Regions from separate parts of the Mus musculus genome. Here region 2 is linked to region 1. The links are chromatin contacts, called in public Hi-C maps. All regions are on one chromosome and are shown on one strand. The core of a region is the stretch at or near the end of the contact, and the rest is flanking DNA. Distances in the headings are between cores, read along the strand shown.

Region 1 (7,742 bases), core at 1,080-3,579:
TGACCAACTGTATTGAAGTTTGGATTATATTTGGTTTTTAGTGATAAGTCAGAGAAGTATAAAGTATTAAAAGTAGATGAACTTGGGTAAGTAATATAAAATCTATAAAACAATATAAAATCTAATTGAATATCCAGTAACGTAAACTTGGAAACATCCTCTCTAAAACTGAGTGATCTCACTGTCTCATGGCTTTTCCATGTGGACTGTGCCAGGCTCAAAGATGCTCCGTTTCCTACTCCTGCTCTAATCAGACATCTGACTGGGAACTGCTTGTAAAGGAAAACTTATGGACAGCAAGAAGTGCTTTTATTTGCCTAAAAATCTTCAGTTAAACTCATATTACATTCATTTTTCCCCAAAACAGAGTGTGTTATCCAATACCAACCTGGAGAGTTCAGCAGAAGAGACTGTTTTCCACAATATAACTATTACGTGGCAATAGGCTCGCAAAAATTGGATGCATCATCTCCTAAATTGAGAACTGTGTGATATAATGGGGAAAAAAAACTGTCCTAAGGCTTATTGACTAGAACTGAAAAAATAGAGAGATAAATACAAATGTTAACAAGAGTTATGAGAAGTGAAATGACAAGTGGAAACTGAAGAGTCACCTTGTGTAGCTATAAGCATTATATATGTATATTATTGGTTATATACAAGTATGCTACTCTGTGATATTAATAATACAAGTATTTATATGTATATGATATAATACTATATCATTATACAAATATTAGCTGTAACTTAAATCATTATTGATTAATATAAATATATCTTGATATTTAGAACTGCAAAGAACTTGTATTTCCATTCCAAAGAATAGTAATAATTTGTGGAGTGTGGATTGGACAGTACAACTGATAGAAGCTGTTAAAGCAGGACCTCACAAACAATGATGTCAAAGAAAATATGCTGGTATTTTATGTGCACTTGTTAAGGTAATAAATCTTTCCAGACTTTGGAATCTTTGGAGACTATACTTGAACTTTCCAGGCTTCTGGGAGGCCTGTTGGGCTTGCGTTTCCTGAGTAGACAGAGCAGGCTGCTTTCACTAACAGGCAAACACCACAAGAACATTGGCAGTGATGCTGAGCTCATGTTAGTTGTTAGTTGTACCACACTGACGATGGTGGTGAGGTCATAGTAATTAGAATACATTGTCAGTGATGTTTTTTTATGCTATACCTCACTGATGGTGGTAGTGAGCTCATGTTAGAACATATCGATTGTGTTGGTGACTTAATGTGAGGTCATGCCAGTTATAACACATTGGCAAATGGCATTGAGTTCACATTAAACTGGAAGTTGTACATCGTACACACATTACTTGAGAAAATCACTTGCCCCTTTGTCAAACTTTCTACCTTTCATTTAGTTTGGGATATTTAATAAACTGTAAGTAGGCCTATGATTTTCTATTTGGGGGACAGAGTTGATTTACAGATCATAACTCTTGGTCCAATCATCTATAAGAACAAAATACCATCTCAAATGTACATTTCTTTTCTTTTAAATAATGTAACATATTTAGCATATTGTAACAGGTTTGCAGAAGCAGGTAGTTATCTATGAAGCAGTTATTAAGGCCTGGCATCCTCTAATTGTTTGAAAAAAGGGAAGTCAGCAAATGGAGGATTTGCTGATGACTTCAGGTAGCTAAGATATTTGAACTTCTAAGTCATTAATTAGAAAGACACTGTGTGGGCTGCTAATCTGCCATACCATGGTTGCCATGTAATTTCATCTTTTAAGGTTACTCTCTCAGAAAAGTGGGGACTTCCATGAAAGTGAGTGAATGCTAACAAGTCGAAGAAGTACTGCTGGAAGCCCTTGGTCCTTGGTGAAAGCCTCCAGACCTGAGAGTAATGTCTTAACAATGTGCCTTCCCCATACGCTACTATGCATTTAAGTTGGGGAAAAGCTGTTTTGTTTTTTTCTAAAGGAACATACAGAACAGCTAAAGAGTGACAAATAATAATTTCTAAAACTCAGGGATTGACATTTAATAAAAGTGGGGGTTTAAAGGTGTCATGAATATGTATGAAAAGAGGAACCCAGGTTCCTGTCCGACTGTGGTCGGCTTCCACAGAGGAGCTGGGAGGAACTTGAGTGATGGACTCAGACCTGACAGACAGACCTGGAGAAGCCCTGCTTCACATTTCTGTTTCCCTCTGCTTCCATACCCTGGGTCTTTGTGTGCCAAATCCTATTCCTAAACTTATCTTTTCTCAGCACCCTCTGAACACTTCTCAAGCAGATCTCAGCTGTGCTGCCTCCGTTCTAGTCTCCAGGGAGGGAAGCCACAGCAGATGGGGTTAGGGCAGAGGGCTGACGCATCTGACAGCAAACGGCGGTGAGGCTGCAGAGTAGAAACTATGAGCGTCAGGAAGCTCCTTCTCCCAGGAGACCCAACTAACCACTGAAGAAAGTTGAAAATGAGCCCTTTGAGAAACGCTATTAAAAGTAGTAAAAAAATGCGATTGTGCAGATGACGTGCTGCTGTGTGCTTATTCGGATGCTAATGAGTTTGACATTAGGGAACTCAGAGGCTTTACAGCTACTCCCTTATGCGATTCCGTTCTTTATTGGCAATCTTTGAGAAAATAAATGGAAAATGTATTGCTAATAAATACATAACACGATAGGGCATTAGACAGAAAGCCATTACTTTCAGGATTTAGAAAGAGCTTTGTTCACCAGTATGACTGCTTCCAGGATCTTTTGTTTTAGGTTGGTGTGTGGCAAACAAAGGGAACTAAGCAGGTGGAAAGCTCCAGAACTCTCTCTATCAAGAGCACAGCAGAATAGGCCAAAAACATTTTTTTTAAGTTATGATCAAACACAAAATCAGAACTCCCTAGCTGTGGTACTACTTTTCCATTCTTCTACTTGGGCAGTGTGTGAGAGTTTGCTTCCTGCGTCTTCTGCACAGCCACAGTTGCTGACATGAGTTGAAAAAGCATCTGTTTTGTGTCTGGTCAAAGCTTGCAAGGAGCAGGCGTGTGTGGGTGAGAGGCTGCTGCTTCAGGACACTGCACTAGGTAAAAGGCCAGCAACAAAAGTCTCCTGCAAAGAAGGTTGGAAGCTTGTGACTTAAAATGTCAGAACTGCCAACTATAAACATTTAACCATGGGCATGTGTGCATGTGGCATTGGTACAGCAGGGCCCTCTCTAGGATTCTAAGTGCACTACCCTGGCTTTCAATGTCTTTTTTTTTTCTCCCACCCTAGAACCAAATAGGGGAGATGCAGCCTTGTGTAGTTACTTGATGGTAAAATAAACGGAAAACAGGTTGTTTCCTTGAAAAGTGAATTAAAACGCTAGACGTGGGATTAATAACAACTTCTGCTGGCCATTTCAGAACAGCTCAGGTAACAAGGGAGCAGTCTGTTGCTTGCAGCTTCTTCATTAGGGCTCATTTCTTTTTGATGGCTAAGAGTAATAATAGGCATAATAGGACTAGGGATATAGCTCAATGGTAAAGTGCTTGCCTACCATGCATAAGGTTCTGGCTTCAATCCCTAATACTACAGAAAATGAATCATGAAATTATTATTAATAATACAATTTGTAATATAACAATGTTATTCTTCTTGTAATTTGGCCAACCAAATTATAGGTACAAGATGCCAACATGTCCTCTGTCATTCACTAAGGTTCCTTTAAATAAGCAATTTTCTGGTCCAGCCTAATATGCTTTCTTTCTTTTACTTTTTCTCTCACTATTTCAAAATTTCCTACTAAATTGAACAAAAATATTGAGTCCCTCTGAGGGGTCACAGTTGGCACATTCAGGTTAACTTCAGAAAGAGTGGTGTGATCTCAGTTTTATAAAAAAAAAATTAGAATAGATTGAAAGAAAACTCATTTAATAAAAGAATTTTTACCAAGGCTTTTCTGGTCACCTCCATGCATTTGCTTTGAACTTCATTGTTGCTGCTGAGTTTAGAATGGTCATCTTTTTCAGTACAACACTCAACTTACTGTTTTAAAGTGCTAAGCAACTGACATGCTCTAGGGCTGCAACTGTTCTGTATGTAGTTACTGGTATCTGCCCTCACAGAATGGTTCATGATTACAAAGATTTAAAAATCTAATGTGTGTTCATTTGTATTAAAAACTAGTTAGGTTAAAGATGCTTTAAAAATACAATCTTATAAGTATCCCAGATGACTTACAGGGCTCATTCCAACAAACACTGGAAAGTGAGAAATTTGATTGTCCATGAGACAAAGTCTACTTGAAAAAGTGTATGTCTTATGAAGAAAATATTTTCTAAAATTTCCTATTTTGCCACAGGTAAATCTCAAAATATGAAAAAGGGAAACTGTCAATGGCCTTTTATATGTTTGTTACCTTAAGTAATATTTAAAAGAGGCATATTTTGAAAATACACAAAAACTCCAAAACATAAAGTTGGTAGTGCATCCACCCTCACCCCATGTCACAAAAGTGTGACTTTGAGGCCATGGTACAGCATCTGATGGAAGTCTGTGGCATACACTTGTTATCTGTGGGGAAAATAGAACTATTTGCTGAAGATATGTGGCAAAAGTATACAAACATATGGCTTTGGTTTACATTCAACATTGCCAGTTGTAGAAGTTTCTGGGTAGACTCTACAATAGTGATGGCAACTTGAAATCAGAAAAACACTATAGCTAAAGACTTGACTATAAAGTATTTCCTCTTGATGCTGAAATTCGTTGGGATTCTAGAAAATTGCCTTTGCAAATTATTTCTCCGGTGAGTAATGTGCACTAATGTGGTCCTTGGATAGAACTATTGCCCTGAGTCTAGTCTAATAAACTGTACTGTCTGATAGCAGGTGCGTCTACTTCCTCCTGCAGGTTTGCTGTTGGTTGGAGAATTAAAAAGAGCTAAGAGAGAAAAAGCCACTCATATCTCTAAACTAGACATGCTCTTCAACCCCCAGCCTTCTATATAGAATCAAAGATCATACAATAATACATATGCAGATGTGAAGAACTACAATTAAGAATTGGAAGCCTTAAATAAGTGTGAAAGTGTGAATTAGAAAAAAACACTTATACTTATGTCACCATAGGATGCTATGAGAAAGAATTTTGTTACATTCCTAAAAGGTTGACACTGAAAGATTCTGTTTGTCTTGAGCAATCAATAAATGCATTAGAATTATAGAATAAAAAAGAAGGTAAGAATAGAGAAAAGTAGACAAATAGTCTAGCCCTTCATCTCTCACCACAAGTCAGCACTTCATTTAATATAACAACTCATTTCTTCACAACTTTCCTTCTATAAAGTATACATCTAGGCCACCATTTTATACTAACCCACAGGTACGTTTAGAACAGACTAGCATCATTCAAAGAAAAGACAATCAATACTGAGCTCTTTGTCCTCAAGCTAGACAGATTTATTCTGATAAACTGGCATTATCTAGTCATTTCATTTTTTTGAGTTCCAGGACTTTTCAAGTTTCCTAGGTTTCTCTTTTTTATTTTTCTAAATTTCACTTCTGGCAAGGATGTATCCACCAAGGATACACAGCATCTTAGAGAGAGGAGCAAGGACCGTCTTACACAGCATAGCAGCCTCTCCATTTTGCAACAAATTTCTAGGGATTGAAAGGACCTGTTGTGAGCTGGGGCTATAGGTAAGAAAAAAGGCATATGCCTGGCAAATGCAAGGCCTTGAGTTCAATCCCTACTACCACTGTAAATTAAAAAGAAAAATCAGAGAGGATATGTCATAAGAATAATGAAATATAACCCGTAATATAATATAGTAAAACACTGTAATTTTAGACATGCCAGGAAAGAATCACAGTGAGCCTTGGTTAAGAAATAAAAGAAATCCAAACAGAGCTTGATTGTTAAAAATGCGTTTGCACAGGTATAAGGACAAGAGTTTGATCCCCAGTAACCATGTAAAAGACCACACAAAGCAGTGTGCACTTGTAAACCTAGTACTAGACAGATGCAAGAAGGTCCCTAAAACTCATGTCTGCCAGTCTATCTGTATCTGGCAGCCCTGGGTCTCTATCTCAAAAAGTAAGATAGAAAGCTACTGAGGAATGACACCCAAGGTTGACTTCAGGCCTTCAAACCCACATATGTGCATACACTCCACGTACACAAGTGTACTCATCCACATGCAACAACTCCCTGATAAACAAAACACACAAATTAAAATAAAGAACAAAAACTTTAAAAGGGAAATGAACATTGGATATATAGGGAAATTTCTTCAAGTTAAAAGTCCCTGTTTGAGGTAGCTGGTGACACAATGTTAACTGTGTAAGAGTTTTCAAAAATTACCTCAAACCAAAGTTATTAGAATGACTTTTCCATGTGTTATGACCTGCCCTTCCACAAAGAGCCAGACTCTATGAATCTGAATAGGATTTTACATAAATCTCTATTGAAGAAAAAGTGAAGTGCAAGTGCAATTGAGTTTGTAAATTCACCACAATGTTCCTTGAACCCTCCTTCTCCTTCTTCTTCTGCTTCTTCACCTTCCTCCTCCTCTTCCTTCTCATCCCCTACTCCTCCTCCCCCACTCCTCCTCCTCCTCTTCCTCCCCTCCCCCACTCCTCCTCCTCTTCCTCCTCCTCCTCCTCCCCCTACCCTCCTCCTCCTCCTCCTCCTCCTCCTCCTCCTCCTCCTCCTCCTCCTCCTCCTCCTCCTCCTCCTCCTCCTTCTTCTTTTTCTCAGAAGATATCCTGGGACTTGCTTTCAACTTCATAGTACGGCTCAGATTTCTGTGCTGGAGTGTTGAGGTAGAAGTCTATTTTCTTTTGCCTGTGATATAATAAACTCCAATTTAAAAAAAAAACAGTCAAGTACAGTACCTAGGACATTGTTCATACATCTCTCTGTATAGGCCTGTAAGTAAGCAAAGATACTACACGGCATCTTTCAACCGTCAACTAAACATTGATTTTCATGCTTCATTGGGTATCAGCTTATTTCTACCTCTGACTCATATATCCTCTATGAAATGTTGTTTATTAACATTCTTCATTTTATCAGTGGTTTTCACACTTGCCATTTGTTCTTACATTTGCTCATCTATCCAGAAGATCATTTATACCAGGAAGCCTTTTTCAAAAATTTCCCTCACTGCTTTATAAATTAGATTCTGAACATGAAGTACCTTTTTCTTTCTACTGTAATATTGCATGTGGTTTATCTGAGCTATACATTACACTGAACTCTTCCCTGTTTGTTTGTTTGTTTGTTTACTGACATAGGGTCTCACTGTGTAGCCATGGCTGACATAGAACTTTCTATGTAAACCAGGCTGGCTGGCCTCAAACTCACAGGATCCACCTGCCTCTTCCTCCCATGTGCTGGGATTAAAATTATATGCTACCATGTGTAATTCATATTAATGTGGTTTCAGAGCAAAAAACAATTGCAATGGTAAATGAGAAGAACTGATATAGGCATCTCAGAAATATCTTCTATTTTTTTCTGCATAACTAATGAAGTGAAGTAGACAATGTTCTACAAAATTCATAGGACAGGTCTTAAAAACTAAACTTGTTTTGAAAAAGATAATAATGTTTGCAATATTAACAGCAATCTTTTCAATAATATTGTGGTGACTAAGCCAAAAGATCACACATAACACTTGCCAGTAGACAAAAAAAAATAATAATTTCTAAGAACTGTAATTTTTGAGATTGCATTACATATTATTAAATCATTTTGCCTCAAACATGTAACAGTTGTCTGCCTCCTTTATAATT
Region 2 (6,750 bases), core at 1,837-4,336, 98 kb after region 1:
AACGCTAGTTATTTCTAAAAATGATTATGGTCTCTAGTGGGTACAAAACATTGACCTTCCTGAGTCTTGCATCTGAAACATTGCTAATATCATAGAGCAATGTGTTTCTCTGTCAGGTACTTACTGTAAATCTTGAATGAGTGGCTCATGCCTGTGGCTATTGACTCAGCAGCAGCAGCAGGAGTTACTCCTCCTCCTATCCCTAGCTGGCATAGAAGCCCCCTTGATGAGCGAATAGAGCAGATGGCCATGTAGACTCCGGTAGAGCGTGTGGAACTTTATAGAGAACTTGTCAAAAGGCAAAGAGTCCTTGGTTTTATTTAAAATGCAAATACAGCATTAAATTCTTTATATGATGTTTATGCTAAAAGCAGATCTTATACAAATATTTTATACAAAAATTCCAAGGAATGTTTAAACCTAGTCCACCAGGAAAGAAAAGTTCACTCAATCCAGAATTTTTAAGATGCTAACACAAATTCTGTCATTGAGGAAGTAGCTTGGTGGTAAATTGTTTGCCTGTCCACTGCAAGACTCTGGGTCTTGCAGCATCTCAAACAGCAAAAATAAGTGCATTGCAAGAAGTTAGAAGTGGAAAAACGAGACCAAGCAGAGGGGAGAGGATCCTTCATGCTGCTTCTCCCTTTTGCTCTCCTTCCTTCCCTCCTAAAGGATAAGCTGCTTCTACTGTCCTCTGCAGTCCTCACCTAAGCAGGTCCACTTCTCTGAATCAGTTTCTTCATCCAGTCTTCTGAATACCACAGAAATCCAAAGGAAGAACTTGATACTTCCATTTGGAAAGCATGAGGCTCTTGAAACCTTTTCTAAAGAACACATAGCCTCTTCTTCGTGGATCTTAATCTCAGTGGGGAAGCCAACCAGTAATGTGTGTGTGTGTGTGTGTGTGTGTGTGTGTGTAATCTGCTGCCATAAGAAGGAGGTATTTAATATTAAACAGGATGATCAAGCCCCAAGAAAAAAAGAAATGTGTCAGTAATGATTTAGACATGAAGGAGCTGGTCAGCTCTTATGGGGAAGACCGTTTTGGACAGAATAGGTTCCTAATCATGAAAATTGTAGAGATTTAAGCAATAGAAGAATATGTCTAGAGGTAGATATCTAGATGGGGCAAATTACAGAAGGGTACCAGAGATGAGACCGGGCTGTTTACATAGAAAAACTTACTTGGTATTGATGGCCTCAGCATTTACTTTGATGGAATTAGGAGCCTCTGAATTGTTTGGGCTTTAGAGTAATTCATTTATCCTTGATGTACATTCTACCATGACCTGGAAAAAACTAAATTTGGTAGTGAATTGATGAGGACCAAGGAGAGACTATACAGAGCAAAGCTGACACAGTGTCACCTGTGAGAAGTGATAGCATCACACCAAATGGCTGGGTCCACATGGCCACAACATAAGTGGATAGTGGCCTCATCCTGCACATTTTGCAAGCAATTCTCAGTGAACTTGAAGTACAAGGGCAAAAACCCTGAATATGGGCAACATTTCAAGTTGTCATTCACTGCAAAGAAGAGACATGCTACTGAGCAAGAATTGGGAAAATAGCCGATTTACCCTGGGGCATATTGACAATAAGATAGCCACCATATAGCCATGTAGAGAAGCGAGACCTGCAATTCATGGAAAGTCTTGTTAAAAGTATAAATCTGGAGGTATCTAACACTTAGAATGCAAGGGCAGGGCTGCAGTTTGGGATGGAGGCATCCCTTGGCACTTACATCTAGCTTCAGGTTTCCCCCAGAGACCTTTTAAAGGCCTCTAACTCTGCTTCTTATGTCATTACCTCTGCTGTAGATAACATCTATGGAGAGCAACTTGAAGACCATAGAGGAGGAGAACAAGCTTATAGAACAGAGCAATGAGAGTCTGCTGAAGGAGCTGGCAGGGCTTAGCCAGGCTCTCATCTCCAGCCTTGCTGACATCCAACTTCCACAGATGGTAAGACCAAGAGCAAGGCTCTGCTACCCCATCATCTACCTCAATGTCTTTGTTCCATTACCCTGTGGCTGAACTATTGACAGTCACCTACCCCTGATTCATTTTCATGCTTAATGCTTTCGCAATCTAAGAACACGGTAGATATGCATATTCAGATAATTCAAGGCCAGTGGCATTCCAAAAGGCCAGGACTCTTTAAGGATGAAGGTTTACTTAAAGCTATCTTATAAAGTTATTTGAAAGCTGGATGCCAGAGCTCACTCACTGTAAATATGTTTTCAAACAGTTGATTCTATACATCCCTCAGCATCATCTACTCAACTCATGAACTATAACACTCCCAATAATCTCATTGTAATATTCAACTTCTTTTCATGGAACATAGAATGCATGTGTGTGACCAAGGCATCCGTATTCCTATTCCTATCCCTTATCTCTTATCCCTTACCCCTTATTCATAAGTATGCAACTATTTAGAATTCACAAAAAGTTTATTCTACATTTTCACAAATGTAAATCAGTCTTTGGAGTTGGAGATGCATTGCTGGGAGCTATATTGGTGATGCTGTTAATTTCCTCAGCTCAGTACAATCCCTGCCATTCCAACATAGGACTGTTAAAGAACCACTTGGCAAAAGCTTCATCCTCCTAGCATACTTTCCACAGACAGCTGGTTTTATACTGAAAAGTGCAAATGAGACCCAGACTCTTCCCAAGAAAAGACATATAGTTTGGACACCTCTAGCTCAGCATTTATTATGTGGTTCCAGATTGATCCCCAATACTATTCAATTGCATTCCATTAATGCCATGAGTTAAGAGTATACAGATAGTACACACACACACACACACACACACACACACACACACACACATTTTCTGTCCTATCCCAAACTGCCACAGTCCTATAAACCCTTCTTTTCCTACTTATATAAGTTGGCAACATTTGTCACTATCTCCTGATCTTCCTTGGGGCAGCTGAACCTCTGTGATTGGTTTCCTTGTGTCTCCATCAGGGGCCTATCAATGAGCAGAATTTTGAAGCATATGTAAATACTCTCACAGACATGTACAGCAATCTGGAACAGGACTATTCCCCAGAATGCAAAGCTCTACTGGAAAGCATCAAGCAGGCGGTGAAGGGCATCCATGTGTAGAACGACAGTATGCAGGAAACAGAGGTCACTACGGCCATGAACTCCCACAAATCTGCAGGGGCCTAATACCCCTGGAGCCCAGAGGCTGTCCCTGTGTTTATAATTGCAACATTGCACTAATTTTTCCCCAGCTGACATAAAAAGGAAAGAAAAACTATGATAAACTCTTTGGATTAAAAGCAATGCAGTCAATTATTAAACTCGTTTATTTTCATATCTTTTTCTTTTCTTTCTTCATTGCACTCTTTATTTTGTAAAGTATATGTAAAAATAAATGTGACATTTTATATTTTATTTATTACTAATCAAAGAGTTTTTTATCTTTTAACTGCATTTTGAAGTCTACTATATTTTTACAGGTGTGTTTATTAATTTATCTTCTAATAGGATTTAAATAGAAATGCTGTTCTCAAATCACATATCTTTCTGGATTTAAATGAGAAAAACAAAACAAAAGAAATGTATGAAGGAAATCCTGATGTCAGGACTACACTGTGGTCAAGCTTGGTTTCTACTGTGCACTTCCATTTCTCCTTTACTGGTTTTGTTTTTATAAATGGCTTTTGGTAATGTGAGCTGTGAAGGATTATGAAGATAAATGGCGCCCACTAGTGGGAAATCCACACTCACAAAAGCACAGGATGTTAGCAAACAGCGCACTCAGAACTTGATAGCAATAATTAAATAAAATAGTCAGCATAGTATTCCACATGGCTGCAGAGATTTAATTAATATGAATTATTTATTTAGACTGCTTAAAGCATACATTTTAAGTGAATCAGATTTGTCTTCTTGTTTTTCAAGTCATATTGGCTAGTTGGCAACCCTTTCCCAAAATGAGAAATAAGCTTTGATGGGACCAGCTTGGCTTTTCCTGCTACACGTTAGTACAATATACAAGTGACAATGTTGGTGTAGATTTGTACTTACAACTACAGACACATCCAAATGGAAATTGTGTAGATACCGTATCCCCTGAAATAGCATTTATCTTACTGGGTTGACTGGAATAGAATGCAAAACAGAAGGCCTGAAAAAAAAAATGCTATTCCAAGCTAAGTGGTTACCTTGAATATTGGCAGCATTGGTCTTTGCTTCCCTAATAAATAAGGCAGTTTCAATTTGATAAAACTCTTGAACTTCAAGTGACACAAAGGATGTTACACACACACACATACATGTACACACATGCACATACACACACATACAGACACATGCACACACACACACACACACACAACAGCACAGTCTACACACATATATGCACTCACACTCATCCACACGTGAAATTCAACCTGCAATCTCAACTGGATCAGAGTTTAGAAGTTGCTGTAGTAAAGGCAATGTCTATTTCAGGGACTGTAAAGTAGTTAAGCATTGTTTCAAAAGTTTTTTTATATTTATTTTTTTTAAGGAAAAGGTATAGACAACCAGCTAAACTGCCTTTTTGGTGTGCACACACATTTCATGTGCAGATGTGCCTCTATGTAAAAGTACACATGAACTTTAGTGTGGGCTTAATTTTCTGTGCTATAATAAAAGTGTTTATTTTTTATTAGCCTCATGAATATTTAGATTTAGTGTGATGGCATTCACAGGCTTGAATTCACTGTTACTACTGTTACATGCTCTGATACATGAGAAGTGGTATAGTCACTCCACTCTCGTGGAACCGTGGATATTGTTATGCATCACGTGGCGCTTATCTTTGGCTTGGGGTTCATTTGAACTCTTGAATCTTAGTTTAGTGAAAATGAGATGTCTGTTCTTAGGTAGGAAAGGTGTTTATTTAAAGCTCAATTTTAAAATAAGCAGCTACTGCGAGTAGTGTCTACTATAAATGGGACACAAAGTTTCCTATTAAAGTATGTCTTTGAACATTTTGCTACACAATACTTCAAAGAAGCACACAAATGGGCTCACTTATTACAAAGACAGAAGTTTACTTTGCTAAATATTTTAACAAGTTTGTTATATATTTTATTTAAAGAGATCTCCTGCAATCCTATGTATTTATTACTATAATTTACATGGCTTCAGTTAATTTATTTGTGTTCATATAGTTTTATGAAGTGTATCTGTATTTATTTGCCTCCTCGTACTTGTGTTTTATAACATGCACTGAATTATTTTCTTTTCAACTATGTTAATGATTGATACTGTAAATTGGGTATTTTGTAAACAAAAACAAAGGCAGTGATGTATGCGTTTTTATTTGAAGTAGTTTGTTTGTATACTGTTTCTCCAAATGATTAATATTTCTTACATCATTGCAACAAAATTGTGTTCAGTGCTGTGCATTTGGTGTATGGTAGGAAATAAAAATTGATAATGAATTTGGCCATGATATTTACTTTATCAAGACAGATGTCACCAACCCCATGACCCACAGCTCCTGATATGGTAGAAAACCTCTAACACAGAACAATTCCTTCTGAACACTTTTACCCTTGGTTGAGAGGATTCTTGGTTGGTTAACATCTTGATTGGTTAACACCTTGGTGTAGAACATATCTCCAAAATGGGGTTTGCCTTTGCCTTTGCTAGAACTAGAAAGAATTTTGCCCAGATCTAATGAATAGCACACAAGGAGTCCTTTCCTGATACCAAACTGCTGGAGGTCCTGAATATAGCTTACATTTATGCAAGGTAGGTTCAAAAAATGTGATAATTCTAGGCTACCTGCTTTTGTTTTCCTAAGTCATCAGTATTCTCTACTTTTGAGTTTCTAGCCAGACTTACACATCTCTTAAATATGATTGTTCCTCATAGGCAATGTAAAATTTACTCAAATTAACTAAAGAGAAGTCTGGATCAAAGCGGGAGCTGGGCTTAAATTAGGTTTGCTTTCAGGGAGCACCACGTACTTTCAGTCACTAAGCTTACACGAAATGCTCATATGTGTTCTGGGAAAGCGATGCGAGCTGCTCAGCCAGTATCTTAGTGTCTACTTAATTTAGTATGTTTTACATCCTACCTTGGTTTTTGCTGTCTATGAGAAAGTTGTATCTACAGTTCATGATACAAATTTGTCATAGAATTGTATCAATTCTACTGGGACTTAGCAAGATCTGCCCTTTCCCATCACATATTTCTAATCAGAACAAACTTCCTGAGGTCTTGAATTCAGTGAGGACATGAGGCAAATGACAGGTATTATGACATGTAAATATACAATTTCTCCTGTAGAAACAGCAAGAAGGTTTGCTATCCACCTTGTATTTCCTGGAAAAGTGTGAGTTCCAGATTGGTCGAGACACTGGTAAACGACATGGCAGGCAGAGGAACCGCAAGTATGGAGTGTGAAGGGAAAATACCCATGAATAACAAAGAAAGTACAAAAGGAATCCAGATGACTGGAGATAGAAAGCTCAGGAAAGTGGGTTGAAGATTCAGTGTAAAACTCCATACCTCGTGGTTCAAATTCTCAGTAGCAGCCTTTGCTTTGCAAAGAAAGACTGAATTTCAAGGTTAGGTGTAGTTTGATAGTGGAGTTGCTACAGCATATTTCTAAAGCCTCATCTTCCATGCCTGCCACCTTCCTTGAAGAGATTTAACAATCAGAGGGTGGAGTTGATTTGTTTAGCAATTCAAATATTTCTTGCAGTAAAGCAATACAACTATATTCA

The links. Hi-C and Micro-C count contacts between places; a contact is called where the count stands out from the background.
Region 2: a Hi-C map of the C10 cell line shows a contact between it and region 1, with 6 times the contacts expected there. The contact joins two enhancer-like sites. A contact is called at or near these places in 1 of 39 promoter capture datasets (the C10 cell line), 3 of 484 Hi-C or Micro-C datasets (the 63-12 cell line, the C10 cell line and large pre-B cells) and 1 of 115 datasets of contacts at active chromatin or transcription factors (large pre-B cells).

The regions. Positions count from the first base shown.
Region 1 is chr1:6,758,457-6,766,198 of GRCm38.p6, forward strand. All of the region lies in intron 2 of St18 (suppression of tumorigenicity 18), which reads left to right. Among named protein-coding and RNA genes, the nearest start is that of St18, 32 kb to the left of the region's middle. Within about 2 kb of position 2,330, at least 51 of the 459 cell types and tissues checked have an H3K27ac peak or open chromatin away from gene starts, as enhancers often do.
Region 2 is chr1:6,855,480-6,862,229 of GRCm38.p6, forward strand. St18 (suppression of tumorigenicity 18) reads left to right here. Exons shown (of 22, transcript NM_173868.2): 21 at 1,821-1,964; 22 at 2,981-5,461. The coding sequence ends at 3,121. Among named protein-coding and RNA genes, the nearest start is that of St18, 130 kb to the left of the region's middle. Within about 2 kb of position 3,087, at least 3 of the 459 cell types and tissues checked have an H3K27ac peak or open chromatin away from gene starts, as enhancers often do.